Regions from separate parts of the Xenopus laevis genome. Here region 2 is linked to region 1. Evidence: chromatin contacts called from public Hi-C data. All regions are on one chromosome and are shown on one strand. Each heading gives the region's core, a stretch centred on a gene start, on an enhancer-like site or on the middle of the called end of the contact. The rest is flanking DNA. Distances are from core to core; before and after follow the strand shown.

What was found. Hi-C and Micro-C count contacts between places; a contact is called where the count stands out from the background.
Region 2: a contact with region 1 is called in a Hi-C map of the XTC cell line, with 2.6 times the contacts expected there. The contact joins two enhancer-like sites. A contact is called at or near these places in 2 of 4 Hi-C or Micro-C datasets (the XL177 cell line and the XTC cell line).

The regions. Positions count from the first base shown.
Region 1 is chr9_10L:45,244,079-45,250,755 of Xenopus_laevis_v10.1, forward strand. No RefSeq gene overlaps it. Among protein-coding and RNA genes, the nearest start is that of cbfa2t2.L, 8.5 kb to the right of the region's middle. Within about 2 kb of position 2,018, at least 3 of the 7 cell types and tissues checked have an H3K27ac peak or open chromatin away from gene starts, as enhancers often do.
Region 2 is chr9_10L:45,278,011-45,284,433 of Xenopus_laevis_v10.1, forward strand. cbfa2t2.L (CBFA2/RUNX1 translocation partner 2 L homeolog) reads left to right here. Exons shown (of 11, transcript NM_001086057.1): 7 at 168-265; 8 at 493-685; 9 at 1,012-1,080; 10 at 1,364-1,554; 11 at 1,874-3,223. The coding sequence ends at 2,149. Among protein-coding and RNA genes, the nearest start is that of cbfa2t2.L, 25 kb to the left of the region's middle. Within about 2 kb of position 4,486, at least 1 of the 7 cell types and tissues checked has an H3K27ac peak or open chromatin away from gene starts, as enhancers often do.

The sequences.
Region 1 (6,677 bases), core at 768-3,267:
GCGAACCAATCTTCCCTGCGCAAAGTTTATAAATAACCCCCACTATGTTACTATGTTGAAAACATTTAAAAGCACTGATAATGTGTAATGAATTTACATTTTAATACATTATTATCATTTTGCAAAACGGCTTATTGGGAGGAGTTCCCCTTTAACGTATATCCCAGATGGCCAACCTGTCCTCCAGATGTTCCTGGACCTCTAGCTCCCGGCACCTGCCAGGGATATTGAGCAACAATGTTCAGGTTTTTTATTTTAACATATTTCATATTTTATCATTTTCTCTGGTTCTTATCTCTGTGGTTTCCCTGTGCCTTTCATGCTCTGTCTCTCTCTATCAAGCAGCTGCATAAATCCAACCTGCGCCCCCCCTCCCGAGCCATTCAGCGCTTATTTATTATTTTCTCCAAATCACTGTAATTAGTTTATTACGCTGATATTAATGGAGCTTGTGGAGTGCGCGGGAGCTAATTGAAATGTTTGCCGTTCCTGATGGTTGTTGATTCTTGAGGATTAGAAAAATCCTTTTTATTTCCCTTGCTATGGGGAGAGAGAGTGATATAATGCAACGTGCGGGAAAGGAGCCAGTTGCAGATTAGCTCTTTAATGAGTACGTCAACAAACCCCACTGCGGTAATAGCCTCCACTTTTTTCACGTTTTATTCTTAATTTAATATTTAATATAATTATAAATGGGCTGTTTATCTAAAAAAAAAATAAAAAAAAGATTTTGGGAGGGAATTGGCTCCTTTTAGAATATGCAGAATGTCAAAACATCACCTCCCATTGAGTCCACTGCATGGATAGGGCATGGCCCCATGGTGCCTATATAGCAAATCAGCCCCACTGTACAATCTGATCAAGGAGTTAATACAAGTACACAGCCATTCCATACATTTCGAGAGGAGCAGTTATAGAAGTGTATAGTCCAATGTTCTCTGGTAAGACAGTACTGTGCCCCCACAAATTAATAGGAAATAGGGCGTTACTTGTTCTTATTACCCCAAGAATTGTCTTTAGGGTGGCGCACATAGGATGGCACATGATGACTCTGACAATTGTAGAAGTTGTTGATAGGAAGAGTTGATACAAGGACCTGTTATCCAGAATGCTCCGGACCTGGAGTTTTCCTGAAAGGACCCTGATCGGATTCTTTTGCCTCCCATAAGAATTAATTATATCTTAGTCAGGAACAAGTACTGTTTTATTATTACAGAGAAAAAGGACATCATTTTTAAATTGTCATTTTGCTGATTATGTATGAATATCCTGTAAACAGGGCTTAGTGATGTCATTGCTTATCATCAGCGCTTAGTGATGTCATGTCTGTGACATGATTCACTAAAACTTGTTTATTCTAATAAATAAAGTACCCCCTGTTGCAAAATACGAGGATGTTAGAAGTCACCTCGGAGTTCCATGACCTTCGGCCTTGTGCTTTTATATAATCATGGAACTCCTCTGTAACTTATAATATCCTTCTATTTTACAATAGGGGTTACTTTATTCACTGTGTAATGGAGTCTATATGACATGACCTTTCTCGATAACAGATAATGGATCCCATTCCTGTAGTTGATATACAGTAGTTGATCTACTGGCTGCAGTAGGGTAATATGGCAATGGTTCCATCAATACCCTAGAGCTGTAACAGGTCACGTTATAAAAGAATCAAGGCCCCATAAAGTCTTTTGCTGGGGAGGGGGGGTGGTGCACCATAAGCAAAGGCAGCCTTGAGATCACTCCTCAGATCTTCCATTGGAGTAGAACAATCTATTTATGCAAATCCTACTTCAGTCATATAAATTAGGCAGGCGTCTGTGCAGTGCTGAATTTTTTAAGCATTAAACACTTTGTATACCAGACTAAAGAATGGCCTTGGCTCCAGCCTCAGGGTTTTTGTAGGGCTTTATTTAGCCCCCGCCACATGCTGTTTATCAGTCAGATGGTATATGTCTCCTCTGCAGGGACAATAGGCCACACTGCTGCTTGCCCCATTGTGTTACCTGCCACATGTCTCTTGTGCCTTTTCCCAAAGCCAGCTGCCAGCACAATCCTATTACACGCGGGATTCAGAAGGGACAGACCCAAGACTGTGACCATCTGCTCTCTTTTCCATTGAAAGGCTGTAGCCTCCTGGACTTCCAGCATTCAGCTGGCCCAAAGCACTCAGCGCCTGGGAAACAGACCCTTTCCCCCCTCCATACATTTAAAAGAAAAATCATCCCCAGTATTTAACTGAGAAGCACCATATCCATATTTTATAAGACTTGGATTGACTACAAGGGGGAAAGTTGCATTTGGGACAGGAGCTCATTTAATGCGTATCTGAGAAATGTATATAGGGCTCGATCATAATCTTTTTTTTTTTTTTTTGGCAGCAGCATAGGAAACATGCAGGCTTGCGGGGAGGGGGGGAACAAAATGTAAAATTTTACCAGATAGGCTCCTCAGTTACAAATTTCATAAATCAGTAGAAAAAAATGTGTTATTGGGAAGAATTATAGTTAGTGTAAAAGTCCCAAAATAACAACTAAGTAGATTGGGACATAGAAGGGTTAAGGATAGGGGTGGGCGTGAACCAATCGGTGGTCAGTGTTTTAGTGGCAAGGACAGATCCCAGAATTTACCCCAAGGGCTTTGGGTCTCTAACTATACCACTGTGTCCAGTTACTTAATACAAATTGCCGTAACTGGATATTACTGGGCCCCACAGCAAATTTTTTTTCAGGCTCCCAAAATGTTTCGTGGTTGACTGGTTTATTGAAACTGTATACGAATTAGGGCCTCATGGAGCCCCTATACCTCCTGGGTATTGCGCACTGAGTTGCGCCTCTGCAAATGATATAGTGAATAAAGTACCCCCTCTTGTAAATTGTAAGGATATTATAAGTTACTGAGGAGTTTCATGACCAATTCGGCCTCGTGTTTTTATACAGGTCATGAAACTTCAAGGTAACTTCTAATTTCTTCATATTTTGCAACAGGGGGTTTACTATTATTATTATTATTATTATTTATTATAATACACAAAATTCAGTGAGTCAATGACATTACTACTCACTGTTTATAACTAATGACATCAGAACTCACCATTAAGGATATAATTTACAAGATAGTCATGGCTTTTGTGTATTATATAGTGAATAAAGTACCCCCTCTTGTAAAATATAAGGATATTATAAGTTACCAAGAAGTTTCATGACCTTATAATGTTTTTATACAGGTCATGAAACTCAGAGGTAACTTCTAATATCCTCATATTTTACAACTGGGAGTACTTTATTTATTATATAATACACAAATTTCAGTGAGTCATGTGACAGAAATGACATCAGAACTCACCGTTTATAACTGATGACATCAGAACTCACCGTTTATAAGGATATCATTTACAAGATATTCATGGCTTTTGTGTATTATATACAAATACACTCAGAGACTCTATCTAAAAGCTTGAGGCCCCGTAAAATAATATGGTCACCCTGCTGCCCATGACCATCACAACAGACCCCTGGGGGATACTGCATTACCTTCCTAGGAGCAGGAGATTCTGATATGACCCCATATTTACATCAGGGATATCCTCTCGCAAGGGCACTAAGTCCAATGCTGTCTGTAGGAGTTGCAGGGCCAGGGACAAAACTGACTGGTCATACAGTAGAACCCCCGTTTTATATTTTTCAGGGGACCAGAAAAAAATGGTGTAAAATCCAGGAAAATGTAAATGTAAGGGAAATGTATTAAGCCTAATATATAGGTGGGACCACAAAACAACAATGTAAACAATGTAAAATTGAGGTTTTCACTGTATATCTAATAAAGGATTTTCCACCTAATAACTCTTCAGCTATAATGCTGTAAGTGACGAAAGTGGGAAAGTGTAAGGAGATGAGACACGAGGAGGCTCATGGGAAACTGTTGCATCATTGTCTACCTTTATTGCAGCATAGTCTGCTGTTTATTCAACTTCACCTGGCCCTGAGATAGTTACTATATACAGCATGAATGGCACCATAAATACAATGCTCATATCTGAACATGCACACAGTTATAATTATGCAGAAGATAAATTCACTGGGTTAAGGTTCTTGTTTTACAGGAAGGACCAACTGCAAGAATTTAAACTGAAAGACACAAAAATGGCAGTGGATAGGGTAGATACAGTCATATGAAAAAGTTTGGGAACCCCTCTCAGCCTGCATAATAATTTACTCCACTTTCAACAGAAAAGATAACAGAGGTAGGTCTTTCATTTCCCAGGTATTTTCTGAACAAAGTGAAGCAGTATTCAGTTGAAATTAAATCAAATGTGAAAACTAGTTGTGCAAAAATGTGGGCGCCCTTGTAATTTGGCTAATTTGAATGCATGTAACTGTTCAATACTGATTACTGGCAATACCAAATTGGTTGGGTTAGCTCGTTAAGCCTTCAACTCATAGGCAGGTGTGTCCAACCATGAGAAAATGTATGTAAGGTGGCCAATTGCAAGTTGTGCTTCTGTTTGACTCTCCTCTGAAGAGTGACAGTATGGGATCTTAAAGCAACTCTCAAAAGATTTGAAAACAAAGATTGTTCAGTATCATGGTTTAGGGCAAGGCTACAAAAAGCTATCTCAGAGGTTTAAACTGTCAGTTTCAATTGTATGGAATGTAATCAGGAAATGAAAGGCCACAGGCACAGTTGCTGTAAAACCCAGGTCTGACAGGGCAAGAAAAATACAGGAGCGGCATATGCGGAGGATTGTGAGAATGGTTACAGACAACCCAAAGATCACCTCCAAAGACCTGCAAGAACATCTTGCTGTAGATGTGTATCTGTACATCGTTCTACATCTGTATGTCAGGGTGATGAAGCCCTTTCTGCACTCACGCCACAAACAGTCGCTTGTTGTATGCAAAAGCTCATTTAGACAAGCCACAGTCATTTTGTAACAAAGTGCTTTGGACTGATAAGAAAAAATTGAGTTATTTGGTCATAACAAAAAGCGCTTTGCATGGCGGAAGAAGAACACTGCATTCCAAGAAAAACACCTGCTACCTACTGTCAAATTTGGTGGAGGTTCCATCATGCTGTGGGGCTGTGTGGCTAGTTCAGGGACTGGGGCACTTGTTAAAGTCGAGGGTCGGATGAATTCAACCCAATATCAACAAATTCTTCAGGATAATGTTCAAGCATCAGTCACAAAGTTGAAGTTACGCAGGGGTTGGATATTCCAACAAGACAATGACCCTAAACACACTTGGAAATCTACAAAGACATTTATGCAGAGGGAGAAGTACAATATTCTGGAATGGCCGTCACAGTCCTCCGACTTTAATATCATGGAAAATCTATGGGATGACTTGAAGCAGACTGTCCATGCTCGGCAGCCATCAAATTTAACTGAACTGGCAAAAGGAGGCTCAACTAAGTATTGATGTAATATCTCTGTTGGGGTGCCCAAATTTATGCACCTGTCTAATTTTGTTATGATGTATATTGTATAAATTTATGTCACTGCTGAAATTCTACTTTTTCCATAAGGCATGTTATATATCAAAAGGAAGTTGCTACTTTAAAAGCTTAGCCAATGATAAACAAAACTCCAAAGAATTAGGAGGGGTTCCCAAACTTTTTCATATGATTGTGTATCTGCACCTTTAACCAACCAGAATGTTTCTCCTGTTTATTAGAGACGGGGGTTGTTAATGTATGGTTCATTAGAGCTTCCATGCAATTTAGGGACCACCATCTCTAAATCCAATAATTTGCTATACATACTTAGAGATAAGTTTTATTTGCCAAACAGAGCTACCAAATAGCCAATCACAGCCCTTATTGGGTATCCCCTATGAACTTTTTCATGCTTGTGTTGCTACCCAACTTTTTTAGATTTGAATTTGGATAAAAAAAAAAAAAGGTTGGGGATTCCTGTTATAGAAGGTCCAATTCCTAGCAACTTTGCAATTGGTCTTCATTATTTATATTTTTGCCTATTTGGGTTATTAGCCTTACCTTTATGCCTCTTTCCAGTTTTTCAATGGGGGCCACTGACTCCATCTAAAAACAAAAGCTCTGTAAAAATGTATTGTTATTGCTCCTTTTTTTGCTCTTATTCAAATCAGTGCACAGTTCCTAGGGTAATTTGGACCCCAACCACAGAGTCCTCTCCTCCAGACCCACTGCAGCTGTCACAAACCTACCCACCCATCCTCAGTGGGCCTGGACACACTGGGGTTTTCTCCTGGTCCCCTGCCAGCCCCAAAGTGATTTTTATATAGGGCCCAATAACTGCCTTTTATGTCACAGCCTTTGGGGTGGGTTACTTCTTTATGAATACTTTATTGAAAGGTTCCACAATGTTCCTTGGGTACAAGCCAATGCAAGGTTGTCTTTGATATGCAGACCCATTGTAATTTACATAAAGAAGCCTGAAATGCATAGTTGCAGATATCGGACTGAGATGGTCATAAATAATTCCTAAGGGCAGAGACACACGCGAAGAATTGGGGAGATTAGTCGCCCGGCGACAAATCGCCTCTTCTTCAGGCAACTAATCTTCCTGAAAATCTCCCCAAAAAGCCTTCCCGCTGACTAGAATCTAAACGGTCCGATGGCACTCAGACCGTTTCATTTTCCTAACACAAGGAAACTTTGAGCATCTTGGGAAAACGAAATGCTCCGAGTGCCACCCC
Region 2 (6,423 bases), core at 3,236-5,735, 36 kb after region 1:
ACCATATTGTTTATGAATGTGATAGGGATGACTTTAGATTGCAAATCCCCTTTGGGGAAGGATGTGATGTGAATGATGAATAATATCTATGAAGTGCTGACCCTATAAATAATAAAGTACAGTCGTAATCAATAAAACTGATATATTTTACATTTATGTGTCCCAAGGAGTCAATGGCAACTTAAATAATGGCTACCAGGAAGAACTTGTAGACCATCGGCTGACAGAGCGAGAATGGGCAGAAGAATGGAAGCATCTGGACCATGTAAGTATACTCTTAATGAGTATTTACATTGGTTTCAACACTGTATATTCTCACATAGTTAAGGGAATCCATAAATGCATTTGGGTTTGAGAAGCAGTTCATATATGTTATTTGCCACAGGTTCTGCTCACTAATCACTTTGAGTGTTCCATTAAGTACCATGGAATCACTCAAATGCAAGAAACATGTCATAACGTTATAACACCACATTTTGACTTTCCTTCCAGGCATTGAACTGTATCATGGAGATGGTAGAGAAGACTCGGCGCTCAATGGCCGTGCTGCGTCGCTGTCAGGAAGTGGATAGAGACGAGCTCAACTACTGGAAACGGAGATTCAACGAGTCAAATGAGATCCGGAAGGGAAGTGAGCATCCCAGCAGACAACACAGCCCTTCCAGCACCGATTCAGGAGCCAGCGGTAAGGGCTCTCAGTCCTTTGTTGTTTAATTTCTTTTTAACCCACTGGTCAGTTGGGTTAAGGCCAACTTTTGCACAAGTAGGTTTAGTCCGACTTCTGCACAAGAGATGCGGGCAACCTTACAGTGCTGGCTTCCTCTTCCAGCAGCCTCTATTTATAGGTCTTCCTTTTCATGGCGTCAGAGATGGGCAGGTCGGGCACGGGTCTATAAATAGAGGGGACTTGCTGGGTCAGTTAGGGAGAGGGCTAGTTAAGGCCAAGTGTGGGCTGTCTTTTTTTTTTTTTTACTAATTCACAGCTCATGAGTTTCTTATGATTTTTTTCAGATTCCGTTCGTGACTTTGGGAGCAGAACAGGAGCAGGCTATGTAACAGATGAGATCTGGAGAAAAGCAGGTATGAAATGTCACCCCCTATTATGTAAGGATGGACCAGTGGAAGATAGTAATCTAATCAGTGAAAATGATTCATAGACCCGGGCAGAAACTTTCATCCGGTGTCAGCAATTGAATAGGTGGCTTGGGGAATTGAATTCGGTTAACTTGAAATTGTCTAAGTGATTTTGAAGTTCGGGAATAGTGTAAGGGAAAAGAGTAGGCACCGTATAAGACAAATTAAGGCAACATTGTGGTTCATTGTTTCTGTATAGTAACAATCCCCTTTCCTTCTTGTCCCACAGAGGAGGCAGTGAATGAAGTCAAACGGCAGGCAATGTCTGAAGTACAAAAGGCTGTCTCGGAAGCAGAGCAGAAAGCATTTGAGATGATAGCATCAGAGAGAGCAAGGATGGAACAGACCATTGTGGACGCAAAGAGGAGGGCTGCAGAAGACGCCGTCTTGGTTGTGAATGAGCAGGAAGAGTCCACTGAGGTATAAAACTTGCATATTTACAGTTCTTGTTCATATACAATTCTGTAGTCATTTAAACAATGGGTTAACAGAGAGGCTGTCACACCCGTGTGGGTTAAATTCCCTGCTATAAAGAATCTATAGTCCTAAAGCAGGACAGAACTGCTGATTTGTGAGGGAAAGGAATAACACTTATTCAGGGGTGTAACATTTCTAGGGACCCTAGGAGTGTTGTCCGCTGACAACTCAAAGGTGGCAGGAGGAATTAAAACTAATGTTTGGAAGGCCATAGGTTATTTTACACAAGGAGAAATAATCTGTATTTTCATTGCTTGTGCAGAGCTGCTGGAATTGTGGTCGGAAAGCGAGCGAGACATGCAGTGGCTGTAACATCGCTCGCTACTGTGGCTCCTTCTGTCAGCACAAGGACTGGGAGAAACATCACCGCATCTGTGGCCAAAGCATGCATACACAGGCAAAACCACTCACCCCATCTCGTTCCCTGATCCCCAAAGCTTCTGACCCCGTCCTTCTGAGCCCCACTCTGGAGAGGTCTTCCAGCGCCACCTCACGCTCCTCTACACCTGCTTCTGTCACTGCTGTTGATGGCCTGTGAAGAGAGAATGAGAATGAGTCTTTTTCCCCCTATGGATTTATTTACCCCCTTTTTGCGCTCAGAGTAACATAATAAGTCCACGAGACAGCAGCAATTCGGCCTTTCTCTGAAGAGAAAATTTCATCCATCTTGATGTATTTAAATAATTGCTGGTGCAGCAAAATACAAGAAGAGACAGTTAATAAAGAAGATGGAAAAAAAACTGAAATCGCCCGGAGACCTATTGGCCCATCTCTTTAAAAAGGCAATTGCCCAAATGGGATCTAAATTGTGTGTGTATATATATATATATATATATATATATATATATATTTGAAATGGACATTCATTTGGCTGATTTCTAGTGGACCAGATTGCTAGGGACTTCTATCTGGGCCTCAAAGTGTTATCCCAGTTATAGACTGCATTCTGGACTAACCAAGCAATCGGTATGTTCGTGTTTGGCCTTTGCATCCCGTATTTTCTTGCCCAGAAGAAAAAGCAGATATGTAATATATCTCCCTCAGCCTAACCCATGTTGTCTATCAGGAAGAGTCAGCATGAGTCGTTTGGTTGTTAAACGGGCAAATATCAGGGCCATACAATAAAGACTATTTGTGAAAGTGAGATTTTATAAGAGATCATGTACCCCCTATTGTTAAGTATGAATATATTACATCACTTAGCATATGGATATGCATATGGACTGTGCTATTGTCTAGGAGCAGTTGTGCCTATGGCTTTGCAGCACAAGGGATTTGCAAAATGGCAGACTGGCCAAACCAAATGTAAACTTCAGATGGATTATTTTTCACTTCCAAAGATGTCACCAAATATGAGGTTAAATTGTCAGTCTTTCCGTGTAGATAATGTAACATAATAAGGATTATTCTCACTCCGTATTTTCGTGTCTGTTGAAAGTGATAAACGTTTCCTCCCATCGTCAGAGCTGCGTTGGTTCATTGTTGGAAATTGCTCATTTTATAAAGTGCTGTTTCATGAATAAGCTACATATATTATGTGAGTCCTGTACAGATTACAGATATACTAATCATTTATTATGGAGTTTATTCAATAAAGTTCATTTTACCAGTATCCACTGGGTTCCTTTTCCATGGGAAGAAAACAGAATGTAGCCAATGGCTGGTAAACTCAACAGAGTTCATTTATTGTGCTTCTACAGGGAGGCCCATGGGCAGGTTGTGTCCCTCTAATAGGCTTTCATAGCTCCAGCATGCAATCTCCATAGATATGGTTTAGTGATGTGTGGGTTGACCCATAACCCACGGTGACCCGTGGGTTGACCATCGGTTGGGCAGGTACAGGTTGAAATTTGGTTAGCTATTACAGATTATGGTTGGGTGCAGGTCAGACCAGGGATGTACACTGCTCCCGAAAAGTCCCTGTCTTGGAACCAGAGGTGCACACAGAAGTAGTGTACAGACCAAAAAGATGCGGGTACAAGTTGGGTGCGAATCCTACAATGGTAACATTTTGTAGATTAAGGTTTTGTGGGTTGGAATCATGTGCGGATTGTGTTTTTACTGACCCGCATATCACTTTTACGGTTGTATGACAGTTTCTTTTAAAATTCGAGACCCCCCAAAAATGAGACAGGGGTGTGGTTAGGGTTGCCACCTTTTCCGGAAAAAAATACTGGCCTTCCTATATATTTATCATTTTCCCCTATTAATAACATTGGGATCAACCATCATTTTTACCGGCCAGATGGCAACCATAGGTGTGGTCCCAAACCACATTTTGTACCTCATTGGTTTAACTATAGGGGTGCAGACCTGATGGGGAGTCTCAGGTGACCCATGCTTGTGTGCACTGCTTGGTGGTCTGGACCCATGAAATTAAGCTGTTGACCATACTCCCAGTTTAGCATAGCTGCAAGGGTTAAGGTGGCCATACATGGGCCGATAAAAGCTGCAAACAGACCAAGTCTGTAGCTTATTGGCGCCGGGTATGGGGCCCTCCGACAGGCTTCCCAATCGATATCTGGCCGAAAGTCAGCCAGATGTGAATCGGACAGGACTAAAAATCCTCAACCGGCCTAGCGCTGGCTGAGCGTGCACATGCGCGAGTTGACGCTGGCACGCAGAAGCGTGAATCGCTGTGCGCAGAAGATATGCGACCGGACAATGGGGTAGGCGACAAGAGCAGGTACGTGCCTGGCGCCTCCCCAACTTTGCACCCTAGGCACGTGCCTACTTTGCCTACCCCTTGGCCCAACCCTGGCGGGCGCATCTGTACATTGATGCGGTCCAGCAATCCAACCGCCTAATTACTTAGTCGGTTGTTTCTTTGAAACCCCTGAATAAGGTTGATTTCCTTCTTACTTACCAGTGCTTTGGGATTTGATCTGGAGAAAGCTTACAAAGTGCTAATTGTGCACAAGGTACAGCTTGCTGCCCAAGGCAACCCAATCAACTCGGAATTATTAGGGGGAATTTGTGATTTCTATGCTAATATTTCTGTTTTCTGAAAGATAAATGGAAAGGGGGTGTCATCTGAGTAAAGGTAAATATTTGCATAAGGGACCTCACACCTGCCCTGCCTAAAAGGGATACTATTATCACATAATTATCCCCTTTGTTCTGATTCAACTTGAGCTCTTCTTTCTAGCAGCCCCATAGTTGAATAAGACAAAGACCCCCTGAGGCAACACACATAAATGAACCTGACAGATAAAGGGGCCTTTAGCTGTCCCATGTAATGAGAAAAATATACTTCCCCAGGCAAGGACTTTTTCCATCAGCCCTTATATATACAAATGAATCCACCACTTAAATACTTAAAGTCCAATCATGACATCTTTAGGGAGCCTAATTAGCTATGGCACAACATATCACCATAGTCCCAATTAGGTCAGCTTAGATCAAACCTGCTACTACCAAGCAGTTATGATAAAGGATTCTGTTATATGCCTGGATCAATCCACTGTATCCCCTAAACTGTTACCATTTTCCATCTACAACAAGTAATACAGCCATCTTTGAATTCATTTTAGCTAATTAGATGCTGGTTCCTTTCTGAAGACTGTTATAGTCTGTCCTATGTGTTATTGGGCAGCAGGGCAATTATGTACCAACTAAATGGGAAGTGTCAAGGATTTGTCTCTGTAGAGACCCTGATCTGTTCTACTGTCCTTCCAGATACGGCATAGATTGGGTATGCACCTTCAGACCATGTGAAACCCATAGCTAGAACTACAATTATGGTGTAAAAGAAACAATCGACAGTAGTCATGTGTGGCTAATTTTATAACAGGGATGGAAAGTACATACAGCAGATATTTACATATCTGACCGGCGCCTTGGCAATTTTCAGGAGGTTCATCGCATGCGCAGTTGCCGATAAACAAAAAAATTACTCCAAAAGCGCATGCGCCACTTCGTCGGTCACATTCCGAAGATTCCCGAAGAGAAGAAGATGGAGCCCGTGAACTCCGCTGGACAGAATCTGCACGGAGGGGTAAGTAAAAAGTTAGGGGCATTTGCCGGGGGGCAGCTAGGCTGAGGGGGAGGAGGAAGAGGGTTTGTTTCTCCTTTAAGAGATGGGATGACCTGTAGCTCAATCTCTCGTGAGCCTGCAGCTTTCTTTTAGGCAGAGGAGAAACACAGACACCATGCTTCTCTTGCTACAAGAAAAGACAAAACTTCTGCATTAGCAGACAAAAATCATGTTACATGACACTGTATCAGTATCAGATCAGTATGGGACCTGTATGAGAGCACACACATTAATACATATCTTAAAGAAACAGTAACACCAAAATATGTAAGTGTTTTAAAGTAATGAGAATATTATGTAGTGTTGCCCTGCACTGTTAAAACTGATCTATTTGCTTCAGAAACACTACTATAGTTCATATAAACAAGCTGCTGTGGAGCAGTGGCGGAAATTGAAAAACGGCTATATGGCACAGGTTAACTAATGGATAACAGATAACATCATTAGACAGACAGAGCTTATTTGCTATCTGCTGTGTAACCTGAGCTTTTTCTCCTTTGAAAGGCTGCCCCCATTGCTACACAGCAACTTATTTATATAAACAATAGTAGTGTTTCATAAGCAAACACACCAGTTTTACCAGTGCAGGGCAACACTGCATTATATTTTCATTACTTTAAAACACTTTTATTTTTTGACGTTACTGTTCCTTTAATACTTACCTCATGACCCTGGACTTCCTTTTCCTCCACTTGCTGCTGGCCTGAGTCTTCGCTCAATCCCGGCAGCCATACACCCTACAATGATGATCTTTCCCACGACCATTGGTCATACAA